Regions from separate parts of the Sus scrofa genome. Here region 1 is linked to region 2. Evidence: chromatin contacts called from public HiChIP or PLAC-seq data. All regions are on one chromosome and are shown on one strand. The core of a region is the stretch at or near the end of the contact, and the rest is flanking DNA. Distances in the headings are between cores, read along the strand shown. Region 1 holds the start of CEMIP (cell migration-inducing and hyaluronan-binding protein). Region 2 holds the start of ABHD17C (protein ABHD17C).

Region 1 (6,892 bases), core at 2,513-5,012, 82 kb after region 2:
CGGGAAGCCTGGAAGCCAACAGCTACTCTCCTTACCCCAGCTGCTTCCCAACTCTCCATGTCCCCCTCGGCTCAGGTTTGCCTGGAAAAACCAGGTCTGGGGCTTGGAGGATGAAGTCACAGGTGTAGACAGCATTTAAACGTCTCGCAGGCAGGCAGGCTGCCATGGGGGCAGAGGGCTGGCTTTGTTGGCCAGAGGGTAGAACGTGGTGACTCTCCCTCCAAGCGGTGGATTTGGGTCCTGCCAGCAGACTGAAAATGCCAGACTTGGGGAGCTTGTGGGACCAGTGAGTGGGCAGGCCATTCGATGGCACTGATGTGACTGAGGAGGCTGCACCTCACCTGGAGGCAAATGCACCTGGAGGAAGGGCAGGCTTTCTGGGTGGGATCACAGCATTTCAGAACATTTCTTTTGGAATTCCCGTTGTGGCACAGCAGAAACAAACTCCACTTGTATCCAGGAGGATGCGGGTTTGATCCCTGGCCTTGCTCAGTGGGTCGGTGATCTGGCATTGCCATGAGCTGTGGTGTAGGTCACAGATGTGGCTTGGATCCTGCATTGTTGTGGCTGTGGCGTAGGCTGGCAGCTGTAGCTCCAAGTTGACCCCTAGCCTGGGAACTTCCATATGCCTTGGGTGCAGCAAAAAAAAAAAAAAAAATTCTCCTCTCTCTGGAGTCTGTCTGCTAGGGAATTCAGACAAAAACCAGGAAACCAACACAGCCTTTCTTGACCAGAGCCTGTCTCTGCATGTATAAGAGCAAGACCTTGAATTGAGGGGAGTGCAGGTAGTAATTATGCCAGAGGCGTGCTTCCAACATTCATCTAAAAAAAGAACTGCCTGCAGACCCCGTCCGTTACTGAGTGCTGAGTGGAAGTGCTGAACGGAGCTCTGGCTGAAGAATCTGCTTTTAGACACGCGGAGCGCGTTTGTAATTCATCAGCATTGCTCCATCCTCCCTGGGGCACTGGTCTGTGATGGAGAAAACTGGACCCCAAGGAATGTGCTGGACATTTCTGTGCTTTGAGAAAACATGACTAAGCACTTCTCAGAACCCATCACCAGACAAGAGTCCTCCTTCCCTGTTTCGCCTCGCAGATGCCTGTGGCACAGGCGTCTCACCAGAGACTTTATGCCACGCAGAGCCCAGATCTACTCTCTCCTGAGGGAAGAGGGGAAAATCTTGCTCGTGGCTCTCATCGCTCTGCACAGCTCTAAGCAACGCCGATTCAGGCTAACCTTCCTCCATTTGGGCCAAATGCTCAGCATCCTCCAAATGTTTACGGGTCCTGGTATCTGGGGGGGGTCCTATGAAGAAAGAAAAGAAACCAGGAATTAGGGTAGGGCTTGGAGGCCCTTGGGTGAGTTCCATCCAAATTTGCTGGAAAGGAAGGGCTGGGGAGGGAAACCTGCCATAGGTTTGTCACCTCCCTAGACGTCAAGGAAGGCTGAGAATCTGATAACGGACCTTGTCATGGTCAAGATCAGCTTTCTGGGAAAGGCCTGAAGAGAGCCGGCGTGGTTTCCCTAGTTTAGCCAGGAGATTAAGGCTTCTATCCCAATGCAGAAAACATGCACACAGACTCCAGCAGCTTCTGTCTGACTATAGCCCCAAAGCCCAGACGTAGATATATGAAGTGGCATATCCTACCTAGAATGAAGATGGCCCCCCACAAAGGTGGTTCTCACATGGCATTAGCTGGAAGGGACAAAGGAATATATAGTCTAGGAGGACTCCAGTTAACCAGGTGAGGGGCTGCATTGTAAGCTCAAAAAAAAAAAAAAAAAAAAAAAAAAGTGGAAGGGAGTACAATAGACAGAGAGGAAGAGTAGATGGCACGTTGGTGGCTGAGTTGAAAGGAGACTCCACGGGCCCTAGGGACGTGATATGGGCTCTTTCCTCTAGTACTGTTTTCTCATGCACGGGGGATATTTACCTTTTGCTGTAACCCTTGAGGACCTCGGTCTGTCCAGTTAAGAAGGTAGAGCCCTATCCTACACATGGGATGTATTCTAACTTACTGAAGACCTGCTAGGTAGCCGTATTATTGTGATCTCATATAAGTCCTACCAGTCAGTAAGGAAACATCAGAAAACCCATTTTCCTGATGAGGAAACGGATGCCCAGGGAGGTGAAGATCCTTGTACCGTCACATACCCGGAATGTCTGACTCTGTTTTCAAACCAAGGTCTCTTTGATTGAAAGCCCCTGAATTTTCCTCTTGGAGGGACTGCTAGGTCCCATTCTAGGATCTCTTTCTAAGACCGCTCTCTCCTTGTTACCAAATGCAAGTTTGTGTGCCAGGTGCACAATAAGGCCAAACAAACCAAAACGGTGGAGTTTGGGAGTTTCTGTCATGGCTCAGTGGTAATGAACACGACTAGTATCCATGAGGACCGGGTTCAATCCTGGCCTTGCTCAGTGGGGTTAAGGATCCGGCGTTGCCGTGTGCTGTGATGTAGGTTGCAGATGAGGCTGTGGCTGTTGTAGGCTGGCAGCTGTAGCTCCGATTCAACCTCTAGCCTGGGAACCTCCATATGCTGTGGGTGCGGCCCTAAAAAGACACACACACACACACACACACCTTAAAAAAAAAAAAGTTGGAATTCAGACCGGAGAAAGGTTTATTGCAGGGCCATGAAAGGAGATGTACCCTAAAACCCTCAACTCTCTGAAGGGTTTCATTCAGCAAAGTGTTTTAAAGGCAAGGTGAGGGAAAGGTTCCTGTCTTGGCACTGTGGAAACAATCTGACTAGGAACCATGAGGTTGTGGGTTCGATTCCTGACCTCGCTCAGTGGGTTAAGGATCCAGCATTGCCCTGAACTGTGGTGTAGGTTGCAGACACGGCTCAGATCTGGTGTTGCTGTGGCTGTGGTGTAGGCCGGGGGCTACAGCTCCAATTAGACCCCTAGCCTGGAAACCTCCATATGTTGCAGGTGTGGCCCTAAAAAAGACAAATAATAATAATAATAGTAATAATAAAAGTAAGTAAAGACAAGGTGAGGGAAATGTGTGCTCAATTACTGCAAGCTTCTTGGTGCAGGAATCCTTTATTCACCCAGGTCAGGTCATGATGTCCCTGTAAACGTCCAACAAGACAAATGTTATTCTCTGCTCTGCAACTTTTTATCTTCATGTGAATGCAAAAGTGTTACACCCTTAAAGGTCAGAGCCTTGAAAGTAGGTTATCCTGTATATTTCAGGCTCCAGGCAACATTCTTAATTCTAAGTAAAAGCAACAGAACACAAAGTTTAAGATAAAAGACACAGATCTAATAGGGAGACAGATTTGTTCTTCCCTGTTACCTCCTGATAAATTAAAAAAAGAAAGATTCTGAGCCTCATCTCTCCTGGATTCTACACCAGACGCCAGCCTTTTTTTTCCCCTTGATAGCCTCTTCTTCACTGGGCGCGAGTGGGGTTTTATGCTCGCACTCGGGCCACCCTCTAAGCCCTTCCAAACCGGGAGAATGGCTCTCAGCGGCCCTCGGGGACCGCTCCACCTAGTCCTGGGCTCCAGCGCCCTCACCTGGCTGCTGCCGCGCCGGGCTCCACGGGCTCGGGTCTGCGTCTCCCAGAGCGGCCGCCAGAGCCCGCCCGGCTCCGGCCGGGGCGCGGCGCCCCCGCCCCACTTGGGCAGGGGGGGAGCTTCGGCGGGGGGCGGGTCGGTAGCGCGGGCGTCAGGGGCCCCGGGGAGGAGTCAGCCCCGGGCGGCCGGCCGAAGCCACAGCTCGCTATAAAAGCCGCCGCTCCGGCGGGCGGCCGGGGAGCGCGGGCGAGCGCGGCGCGGTGCAGCCCTGCCAAGCTTGGCGAGCGCAAGCGGCACGGCGGGCGTCAGCGGCGGGACGCGTGGGGCCAGCGAGGCTGAGCGCGGCCGGAGGCTGAGACCAGCTTTCCCAGACGAACTACCATTCGGCTTGCCCACGTCCGGGGAGCTTGCTGGGCCCATCAGTGTGCTACCCGACCGCGCCGGCTGTTGCGCTCCTGGCCTACGAATCGAATCGTGGCACTGTCTCGGCTACCGACCCGGAGGTAAGGGGGCCAGGCCGGCGCGCCAGGGCTGCGCGGACTGCCCAGGCTCAGAGGTACGGGAAGTTGGGGGGTATGGCACCTCCACCGGTGATACGGAAAACGTTACTGTTACTGGCTTCTGTTTGTCCATTCTATGCTGTTCAGCCCCTCTCTCTCTGTCTGTCCTTCCACGCGTCCGTTGATGGGCTCATGCCCCTGTCACTGTCCTCTGTGGGATTTCTCTGAGATCGTGTGATCCTTTGCAAGCAGCAGGTGCTGGGGGCGCCAGTGTCTCCGGAGCGCATCCAGCGGGGGGGGGGGGGAAATCCCCGTTTTCTGTAGTTACCTCCTTCTGAATGGTTTGGGGGCAGGCATCCCGGGCAGTGTCTTGCAGAGGAGGGACTGCGCGGAGGGTCAGGTCGCGGAGTGCGGCCGACAAAGAGCCGGCTCACACTGTGCACTAGCGGGCGTACGCCTGGCAACAGGTCGGCTCCCTGCTGCTCTGCCCTCAGCACCGTCTTCCTTCTGGATTTCCCCGCTGCCTCCCGGCCCGCGCGCTCCCCAGCAGCGCTAGGCACCCAGAGTCGTGCTGGCACCACACCAAGTGAACGCAATTGAATGTTAGATAACACGAAGGCCCCTACTGATGTTTAGGCTGAGATTGCAAACTTGGCATCGTTGGAAGAGGGTTCGGGGGTCCCTGACACGGGACATCAGCTCCAAGAAAGGTCAAATTAGGTTAGAAAGAAAGGCAGGGACCTGGCGGAGCGCAGACGAAGGCCGTGGACAGGTCTCCAGTTCGCCGCTCTGGGAACCAGGGCCAGAGACATTCTGGAATGGACCCAGCGGGTTGCATGTGCTTTTGAGAAAGGAGCTCAGTGCGCCCAGGTCCTCCGCCGCAGACTCGCTTTCAGCGCTCTCAGAGACCGCCGCGGTTCCTCAAGGGTGCAACGCTACTGCCGTCCCAGGCGCGCCGCCAGGAGCCGGGTTTGAGGTCCTGAGTCCTGCTCTGTCCAGCCAACGCTGCCCACAGGTGAGAACTCCCTTTTTAAACCAACCTTTTGATGTGTGAGCCAGTGCCTGGCTGCAGGCTGGGAGCGAGCCTCTCTCTCCATTCCGGCGGTCTGGAGCGCTATCCCCGGCGCGCCCCGGGGGCGGGAGCCGGCGGCTCTGCGTGCCCAGGCGCCGCGCCACCATGGACAGCTCCCAGCCGCTTCCTCCACTCCGGATCTGTGGCCCTGGGTCTCCCGGGGAAGTCGCGCGCTTTCCTCCCAGACCCAGGGACTAGGGGCGCAGGGCAGGAGGAATGGGACCACTAGTCTGTGGGAGCTCTCGGTATCCTGTCCCGAGGCGACGAGCCACTCAGAGGATAGGGAATCTGTGGTTTGTGACCGGGTCCGAGAGCAGCCAGCAGCTGAGCTCTGTATAGGACTTCGGTATGGTGTCGCGAGGGGCTTCTCTGGCTTTTCTGCAGCACCACGAGACCCTCCAGGGTGTTATAACTCTGCGACGCGTAAGCATTGGACTGAGGCTTCGGGATGATGCCAGATCTAATTAGGGACTCCCCCCAACTGTTTTCTGCGCATGACATAGGGTCGTGTTCCGTTGTATTAAATTATTTAGTGAATATGGCACTGGGAGGCTTATTTGTTTCACAATTACAGTGACATCAGAACACGTTTATAGAGAATGTATTTGAATGCATTTGCAAAAGCAACTGTGCTGTTTTCTGATCCTAATCGTTTCCTCCCAGGTGCATACGAAGCTCTTAAAGAAGCTTCCTTTGGGTCCTCTTTAGCCCAGTAGATGATACTTCAAGTTGGTTGCTTGGAAACAGTGTGGGGAGAACCCGTAGGGGTTAACCTGTGCAAATTAACCATCTCCCTTCTCCAGTTAGAAATGACATTGGCTGGGGCTCTTTGTTATCCTCACCTAAACAGAATGTGTATCGTCCTTCATTTTAAAATTGCAGGAAATTCACAAGATCTGCTTCTGTTTGTGACTGATGAAGGCTGATGGGGAGTCAAAACAATCAAGGATCTTTATTTATTGTTACTATTATTACTATTATTATTTGGAACAGCACTTGTGACTTTCTGAAAGTCACTTAAGCACAACACGATCTACCTTGCAGAGTTGCTAATGAGAATCAAGGAGCATAATGTAAAGCGCTTATATCAGTGCTGAGCACAGAGAAAGCTCTTAAAATCGTAGTTGATTGTAGGTATATTTTAAAGACAGTAGTACACTTCTTTTGAATTATGTTCACCAGCCCTCGGCTCACTCTCCTAACCTCGTAATTGTTTGATAGGGATTCCAGCTCCACTTTGTATTCACGTTTAAGAACTTGTGGATGGAACTGATGAAAGTGCCGAAGTTGATTATAATGCTGGGGGACAAAACCTTATTCAAAGATAAATAGAAGATTTTTGCATGAAACAAATCAGTTGCCTGTTTTTCCCACCTGTACCACTTGGAAGAAAGATAAAGTAAGTCATTTTCCAAATGTTGTCACAGCCCCCTGGTTGAGATGATCCATTCTTCTTGAGCCTTCTCTCAAAAGAATGCAGAATCTTCCAAGAAACCTCCTTGTCCCTGTTGGGGGTGAGGTTTCCAGGGGTATTGATGGCAAGGGACCTCCTGTTTCTGGATTCCTACAGGATAAAGTGGGAAGTCACTGCACCAGGGCAGCGCCTGGTCTAGGAAACCCCTGAGTGCTCGTTACCAGTCTGGAAGCACATTCCCCTGTGTTTGAACCTGGCTTGGCTGTGAGACTCTGACCACGATACCCGCTCTGCCTGGGGTCTCGCCACATATTTGGTCTCGGATAGATTTGAAGATTTGCCCCAGCTCCACCTCTGGGGTTCTGTCTGGTAGAAAT
Region 2 (6,927 bases), core at 3,766-6,265:
ATTCTGTTTTTGCACATTAAAAAATGATTAGAAATTACCAGAAATTGAATTCCAATAACTAACAAATATGTGTGGAGTTCCTGTGATGTGCTAGGACAGAGTCCCCATCTTCAGGTGGTTTACCAAGTCCAAATTCTGTGATCAATTTCAGGGACTCTGGGCCTCCTGTTAAGAATCTATGAATAGGTGATAGGATGAGACTAGTAAGACATGCAGGTCCGAGGACCTAATCATCCATGTGAAGAATGGAACCGTGAACACACATATCGGTGGGTGGCTGGTGTTTTCTTTCGTTCAGTCCTTATCTCTGCAGTGCTCTCACAGCATTTCGGGGATCTCTGCGGCTCTCCCCAGCTGGGCAGCTGGGTTCCAGTGACCTCATTTATAACACTTTTGATAAGAGCCCTCAGGCTGAAAAAGGTTCTGGGAAGACACTGCCTCAGAAAGCTTTTAGTTGAATGGTGGGTCCTTACCCTAATTAACCCTGGCAGAGATTTCCTGGAATAGCCTCAAAGTATCATCTATACTGTTTTCAAAATTAAAAGCTTGATTTTCCTCACATTTCAGATGCGTTTGTTTGATAGGCATCCCCTCAAGAAATCTATTCCGTCTTTAGTTGTACTTTAATTTTTTTTAATGGGGGAAAAGCAGGATTTAGGCTTAACTGTTCCATTGTTGATCAGCAAAATATTCTTTGACTGAAAGCAGTGAAGAACAAGGTAAGATCTTTTGCTTTTGATTCCTGAATCAGATTCCTAATCACTACATTAGGCAACAGGTAACAAAATACTCACTACAAAACACTACACTTACCAACAGTGACTTATTGTTCTCACATAACAAGAAGCCCAGATAAAGGCAAAGCTGGGCAGCTATTCAACAATGCCACGAAAGATCTAGATTTTATCTTTCCTTTTTTTTTTTTTGCTTCCTTAGGGCTGCACCAACAGCACATGGAGGTTGGGGTCTAATTGGAGCTACAGCTGCCAGCCTACACCACAGCTCACGGCAAAGCCAGATCCTTAACCCACTGAGCGAGGCCAGGGATGGAACCTGTAACTTCATGGTTCCTAGTCGGATTCATTTCCACCGTGCCACGAAGGGAACTCCTAAATAAATTTTATCTTTCTTTTCTATCATCTTCGACTATGAAATACCCCCTCAAAGAAGCATGGTGGCTCCTATAACTCTAATAATAATAATGCCTGCAACCCAAGTGGGAACAAAAGAAAAAGGCAAAGAGATGATTCTGGCTCTGCTAAGTTTTTCCAGAAGCTCCCCAAAGCTCTCCACTTAGAGACTATTGACCAGAACTGTGTCATGTGGCCATCCTCACTGCAGGGGAGGCCAGGTAACTGTGTGTCTTAATCGGGGGCATTGTCACCCAGAACAAAACCCGAGCTCTATTAGTAGGAAAGATCGGGAGAATGCCGAAGCTCCTTAGTCCGAGGACATGTGTGGTCCACCCCGGCAGGGTGATGCTGGCCCAGGCTTTGGACTGCTCTGTGTGTTCCTCGAAGCCTGTACTTCAATCATACTGCTCAACCAGAAGGGACAGGCTTGGTCTCTTGATGCATCACTAAATCACTCATTTGTTCTTTTGTTGTTGTTGTTGTTGTCTTTTTAGGGCCTTCCCCGAGGCAGGCATGTGGAGGTTCCCAGGCTAGCAGCTGCTGACCTATACCACAGCCACAGCAATGTGGGATCCGAACCTCTTCTGCAATCTATACCACAGATCACGGCAATACCGGATCCTTGATCCACTGAGAGGGGCCAGGGATCAAACCTGTGTCCTCATGGATACTAGTCAGATTCATTTCTGATGAGCCGCGATGGGAGCTCTACTCCTGTGTTCTTTCATTGATAGATTTAATTAATATTTACTGAGTATCTCCTCTATGCCAGGCATGAGGGAAACGGTGGGGACCAAAATAGATATGATCCTTACCGTCACTGAATATCCAGTCCTGAAATTTAGAAAAAGAACAAGAGGAGTTCCCGTCGTGGCGCAGTGGTTAATGAATCCGACTAGGAACCATGAGGTTGAGGGTTCGATCCCTGCCCTTCCTCAGTGGGTCAAGGTTCTGGCGTTGCCGTGAGCTGTGGTGTAGGTCACAGACACGGCTCGGATCCCACATTGCTGTGGCTCTGGCGTAGGCTGGTGGCTGCAGCTCCGATTCGACCCCTAGCCCGGGAACCTCCACATGCCGCAGGAGTGGCCCAAGAAATGGCAAAAAGACAAAAAAAAAAAAAAAAAAAAAAGAAAGAAAAAGAACAAGAAATAGTAAAACATGGTAGTGTATCTTAGGTTTCTCTTCTACTTTCCATCAAAACAACCATTTTTCGTTTCTTGGTGGGGGGGGGGGGGGCTGGTTGCGACCACAGCACATAGGAGTTCCCAGACCAAGGATCAAATCCGAGCCATTAGCTGTACCCAGAACCACAGCAGGGACAACCCTGGATCCTTAACCTGCTAAACCACAAGGGAACTTCCATATTCAGTTTTTAAGCATAATATTCTTTTCTTATGGTGAAAAATCGGTCATTCTCCTCTAAACTGTTGACACAACCTAGGCGATCCTGACCAACTCAAAGTCAAGCAGACTGATCTGGAAGAAAAATTCAATGTGCAAAGGGCCAATATTAAAATTACAGAGACCAATGCATTTAGCTATTTGGAATCCTGTTCAGTTTACTGGCTTAGCAAGATGCAGAGTTATTCTGAGCATCAGGTCATACAATGAGCTTGAGGGGTCAGGGGGGCTGTGTCTCAGCCCTCAGCCACTGTTGCATTTCAACTCAGTGAGGGACTCATGGTCAGTACCTAGTAAATAAGTTTGCTGACTCAGACTCAAAGTTAGACCTTTGTCTACTATAACTTGAGGAGCCAAAGAGGCATTCTTTGAGGTCAAAGTGAACAGCTAGTAATCCCTGACCTTTGCACTCTGTAGAGCAAGTGATGTATTCTTTCTTGCTGCCTGTTGAAGTTCTCCAACCAATACTCCAAGGCACACAGCCACATTCATTGCGGGTATTGTGTTAGAGGTGTGTTCAGATGTTGAACCCCTTCAGCCTGGGGAGGCTGAGTCCCAGGCAGCGGCGTCTCAGGGGGCCACACAAACTTGACCATGACTACATGGGGCCTGAGGTGAGAAAGGTTCGGTTGCTCTGCTCTGCGGCACAGATAAAAATTTGGTTTTAGGTGAAACTTTATCAGGTGTGAATAACTTTAAAAGAGCCTTCAAATACATAGTCTGAACAGGCTTTGCCAACCAGATTTTCTTTAGACAGGCTTTTCCTCTTTTTGTCTTTTCTAGGGCCGCACTGGAAGCATACGGAGGTTCCCAGGCTAGGGGTCTAATCAGAACTACAGTCACCGGCCACAGCAACACGGGATCTGAGCTGGGTCTGTGACCTACACCATAGCTCATGGCAATGCTGGATCCTTAACCCACTGAGAGAGGCCAGGGATCGAACCTGCATCCTCACGGAACCCAGTTGGATTCATTTCTGCTAACGCCACAACAGGAACTCCCAAGAAATAATCTTTTAAAACTCTGTCCTGAAGGTCATTGAAATTGGTGTGGGCAAAGTGATTTAGATGAGGGGGCTCAAAAACACTCCTTCCACAGAAGCCACAATAAAAGTTTAAATTCTCCTCAGGACATCTGTGGGTTAAAACAACAGACCCGAGAGTGGCGATGCTGCCAACTTCCGTGTCTCTAGCTGCCCTGCTGGCAGTCCCGGAAGGGTATCTCCTGTCAATTCCTGAAAGGGAATTCAGCTGCCAAGCTGGGAGGGGAAGAGGAAGTATGGAAGGCTCTGTGAAACTGGCACCAGAGTATGGTCACAGTTTCAAGGCATTGAGAGAAAATATTTGGTGGGTGGGGGAACTTTGCTTAAAGGTGAGTGCCAAGATGACAATGGATTTAAATCATTTTAAGAATTCTTTCCTGATTAAGACCATTAAAAATTTTGGACTGGAAACAAGTCTAGAGAAACCAGCACTCTAAAGGACACTTAGTTACTACGAGAAAGTCTATTGCACGTGGGACTAGAAATGACAACTGCAATGCAGGGTATGTTGCTAAATACAGTGTGGCCCTGTTATAACAGGTGACTTTTAGAGACACAGGGATTTACTAAAGGCCCAGTCATGCCCTAGGAAAGTAATGCCGTGGCTGTATATGCAGCAACAGCCTCCTATAAGGGCTTCACCCTACACCACCAGGACCCCTATGGTCCTGAGACTCTGGGAAGAGGCAGCTCAGAAAGCATCATGGGCTCAAAGGGTCAGATATTTCAGGTTCATTCCAACTCTCTTCCACTTAGGACTTCCTGTGGCTCACAACATAGGAACCAACTCTCTTCCACTCGTTCATTTTGCAATAGATTCCCAAGAACCTCCAAGCAGGAAAAAACTTGCATTTGGGGAAGGGAATCCCAGTGGGGAGGGGAGAGTGGGACAAAGTCCGATCCAGGAGAATACCTGGGCCAATTACACGGTCCCCTTTGGCGTTCGGCCCTCCTGCCCCCCATGCCGAAGCTGGGGCACCCCGCTCCTCCCGGCCCCTGTGGATCCCAGGCCGTGCTTCCCAGAGGGGTGAAGGTGTCCGTGCCCCCTCCAGGGCCCCGTCCGGGGATCAGCCCACCTGCCCCTCAAGCAGACACCTAAGCCCGCTGCTCGGGGCCTCTATCTGTCCCAGGAGAGGACGCGCTTCCCAGGCCAGTGCAGGTGCCCGCGCCCTCGCTCCCAGAGTCCGGGGAGCCCCGCCCAGAAGCCCGTCCGGGCGCCGCGTCCCGGTGGGGCCGCCGCGCGCTGTAACCCGGAAGTGGCGGCGGCAGCGGGCGTGCGGGAGCTGGGGGCGGGGGGCCGCGCGCTCGAACCGGCATGGCCGCCGCCGCCGCCGGCTTTGTGTGCCGCGCGCGGGCCCGGGCCGTCCGCGCCGCGCCCGGCCCGCGGGGCCGCCGCTGACCCGCCCCGGCTCGAAGCGCCGCGCCCGCCGGGCCGGCCCCGCCTCCCCCCTCCTGCGCCTCCCCTCCCCCTCTCCCTCCTCCTGCCGCCGGGCGGGCGGGCTGCAGCCACCCTTCGCGCTCGCTCGCCCGCTCCTCGCCGCCCGCCCTCGCTCCCGAGCCAGCCAGCCTGCCTACCTGCCTGCCTGCCGGGCCGGCGGCGGCGGGCTCGAGGCCGCCCCGATGCCCGAGCCAGGCCCCAGGATGAACGGCTTCTCGCTGGGCGAGCTGTGCTGGCTCTTCTGTTGCCCGCCCTGCCCGAGCCGCATCGCCGCCAAGCTGGCCTTCCTGCCGCCCGAGCCCACCTACACGGTGCTGGCGCCCGAGCAGCGGGGCCCCGGCGCGTCTGCCCCGGCCCCGGCCGCCGCCGCCACCGCCGCTACCGCCGCGGCCCAGCCAGCGCCGCAGCAGTCCGAGGAGGGCGCGGGCGCGGGGCCCGGCGCGTGCAGCCTGCACCTGAGCGAGCGCGCCGACTGGCAGTACTCGCAGCGCGAGCTGGACGCCGTCGAGGTCTTCTTCTCGCGCACGGCCCGGGACAACCGGCTCGGCTGCATGTTCGTGCGCTGCGCGCCCTCCAGCCGCTACACGCTGCTCTTCTCGCACGGCAACGCGGTGGACCTGGGCCAGATGTGCAGCTTCTACATCGGCCTCGGCTCGCGCATCAACTGCAACATCTTCTCCTACGACTACTCGGGCTACGGCGTCAGCTCGGGCAAGCCCTCCGAAAAGAACCTCTACGCCGACATCGACGCCGCGTGGCAGGCGCTGCGCACCAGGTGGGCCCGGCGGGGGTCGCCAGGCCTGGCCTGCCGCTGCGGGGAGGCGGACTCGGGGCGGGGGGGGGGGGTCCCGTGGGCGCCTCTGCGGTGGCCTGCAGGGAGAGGGGCCCCTCCTCCGGGGCTGTGAGCGAGCAGAGAGCCCTCCTGGCCGCCGTGGATTCTCTTTTCTTCTCCATCCCTGGCTTTCTCCCACCCACTCTCCAAATCCCGCCAACCCTCTGGTTCCTGGAAAGCCCAGATTCGCAGGATTTCGCCTGCTTTGGCATGCCTGAGTGCCCCCAGCCCACTAGCTGGGTCTTTGGTGGTTCTGGTCACTGCTAGTGGCAGCATGGGGTTGTTTAAGCACCGGGCGGAAACAACTTGGTTCGCGATTAGTTTGCGTGCGCTGGCAGCCGGAGGCTGGAGGTCCTCGGGCTGAAGTGACCTTGGGCAAGGCACGGTCCAGACCCGAGTTTCGATCCTTGTAAAATCAGGGGGCGAGACAGGGTGACTTCCAAAAGACGTCCTGGCTGTACAGTGCTCTGCGGGGCGGTGTCTGGGCAGCTGTGGTGGCAGCTGGAGGGTCTGTTGGTGTCGGGGGCTGAGTAGCCTGGTACTGTGGGCAGGAAGTTAGCCGGTGGCTGTGGGCCTGACATCTTCCATTGAGCCTCAGTAACAGCCCAGGGTGAGTTCAAATTTATGTTATAGGGTTTGGGGACTCTCTTGACCTTGAGTTAGCATTCACAGAAGGACTGGAAAAGTATTGCGGGAGCGTCTTTTATGCGCACGGCACAAATTGGGGGGCGTGGTTTCAGAGCTAGACCTAGAGAGACCTGCAAGCAAAACGTGAGCTTTAGTCTCAAGTTAGACTGAAGTCTGGTAAGTGGGCGCGTCACTCACCTGTTTGTGCTCCTGTTTGGGTATCTATGACTTTGCCCCAATACCTCATAGCAGTGATGGGGAAGATAGCCTGAGATCATGTCTGAAATGACATCTGATTGCTTCAGATGAGAGGCTCCCTAGAGTTAAGTATAGCTGGCACTGTTAGGGCTCTTGACACTGCCAGTCTCTATCTAAAATGTGTTTGCTTGGCTTATGCCGACAGCCAGCATTAGTGATTTGTCTTGATTCCTGTTCATTCATATGGTCATAAATT

What was found. HiChIP or PLAC-seq counts read pairs in DNA pulled down with a chosen protein or histone mark.
Region 1: a contact with region 2 is called in an H3K27ac HiChIP or PLAC-seq map of alveolar macrophages, with 4 times the contacts expected there. The contact joins the promoter of CEMIP here to the promoter of ABHD17C in region 2. A contact is called at or near these places in 4 of 47 Hi-C or Micro-C datasets (alveolar macrophages, embryonic fibroblasts, epiblast stem cells and 1 more) and 1 of 2 datasets of contacts at active chromatin or transcription factors (alveolar macrophages).

What each region holds. Positions count from the first base shown.
Region 1 is chr7:49,618,772-49,625,663 of Sscrofa11.1, forward strand. It overlaps CEMIP (cell migration-inducing and hyaluronan-binding protein), which reads left to right and starts at 3,763. Exons shown (of 31, transcript XM_021098867.1): 1 at 3,763-4,032.
Region 2 is chr7:49,535,683-49,542,609 of Sscrofa11.1, forward strand. It overlaps ABHD17C (protein ABHD17C), which reads left to right and starts at 5,016. Exons shown (of 3, transcript XM_003128448.4): 1 at 5,016-5,789. The coding sequence starts at 5,197.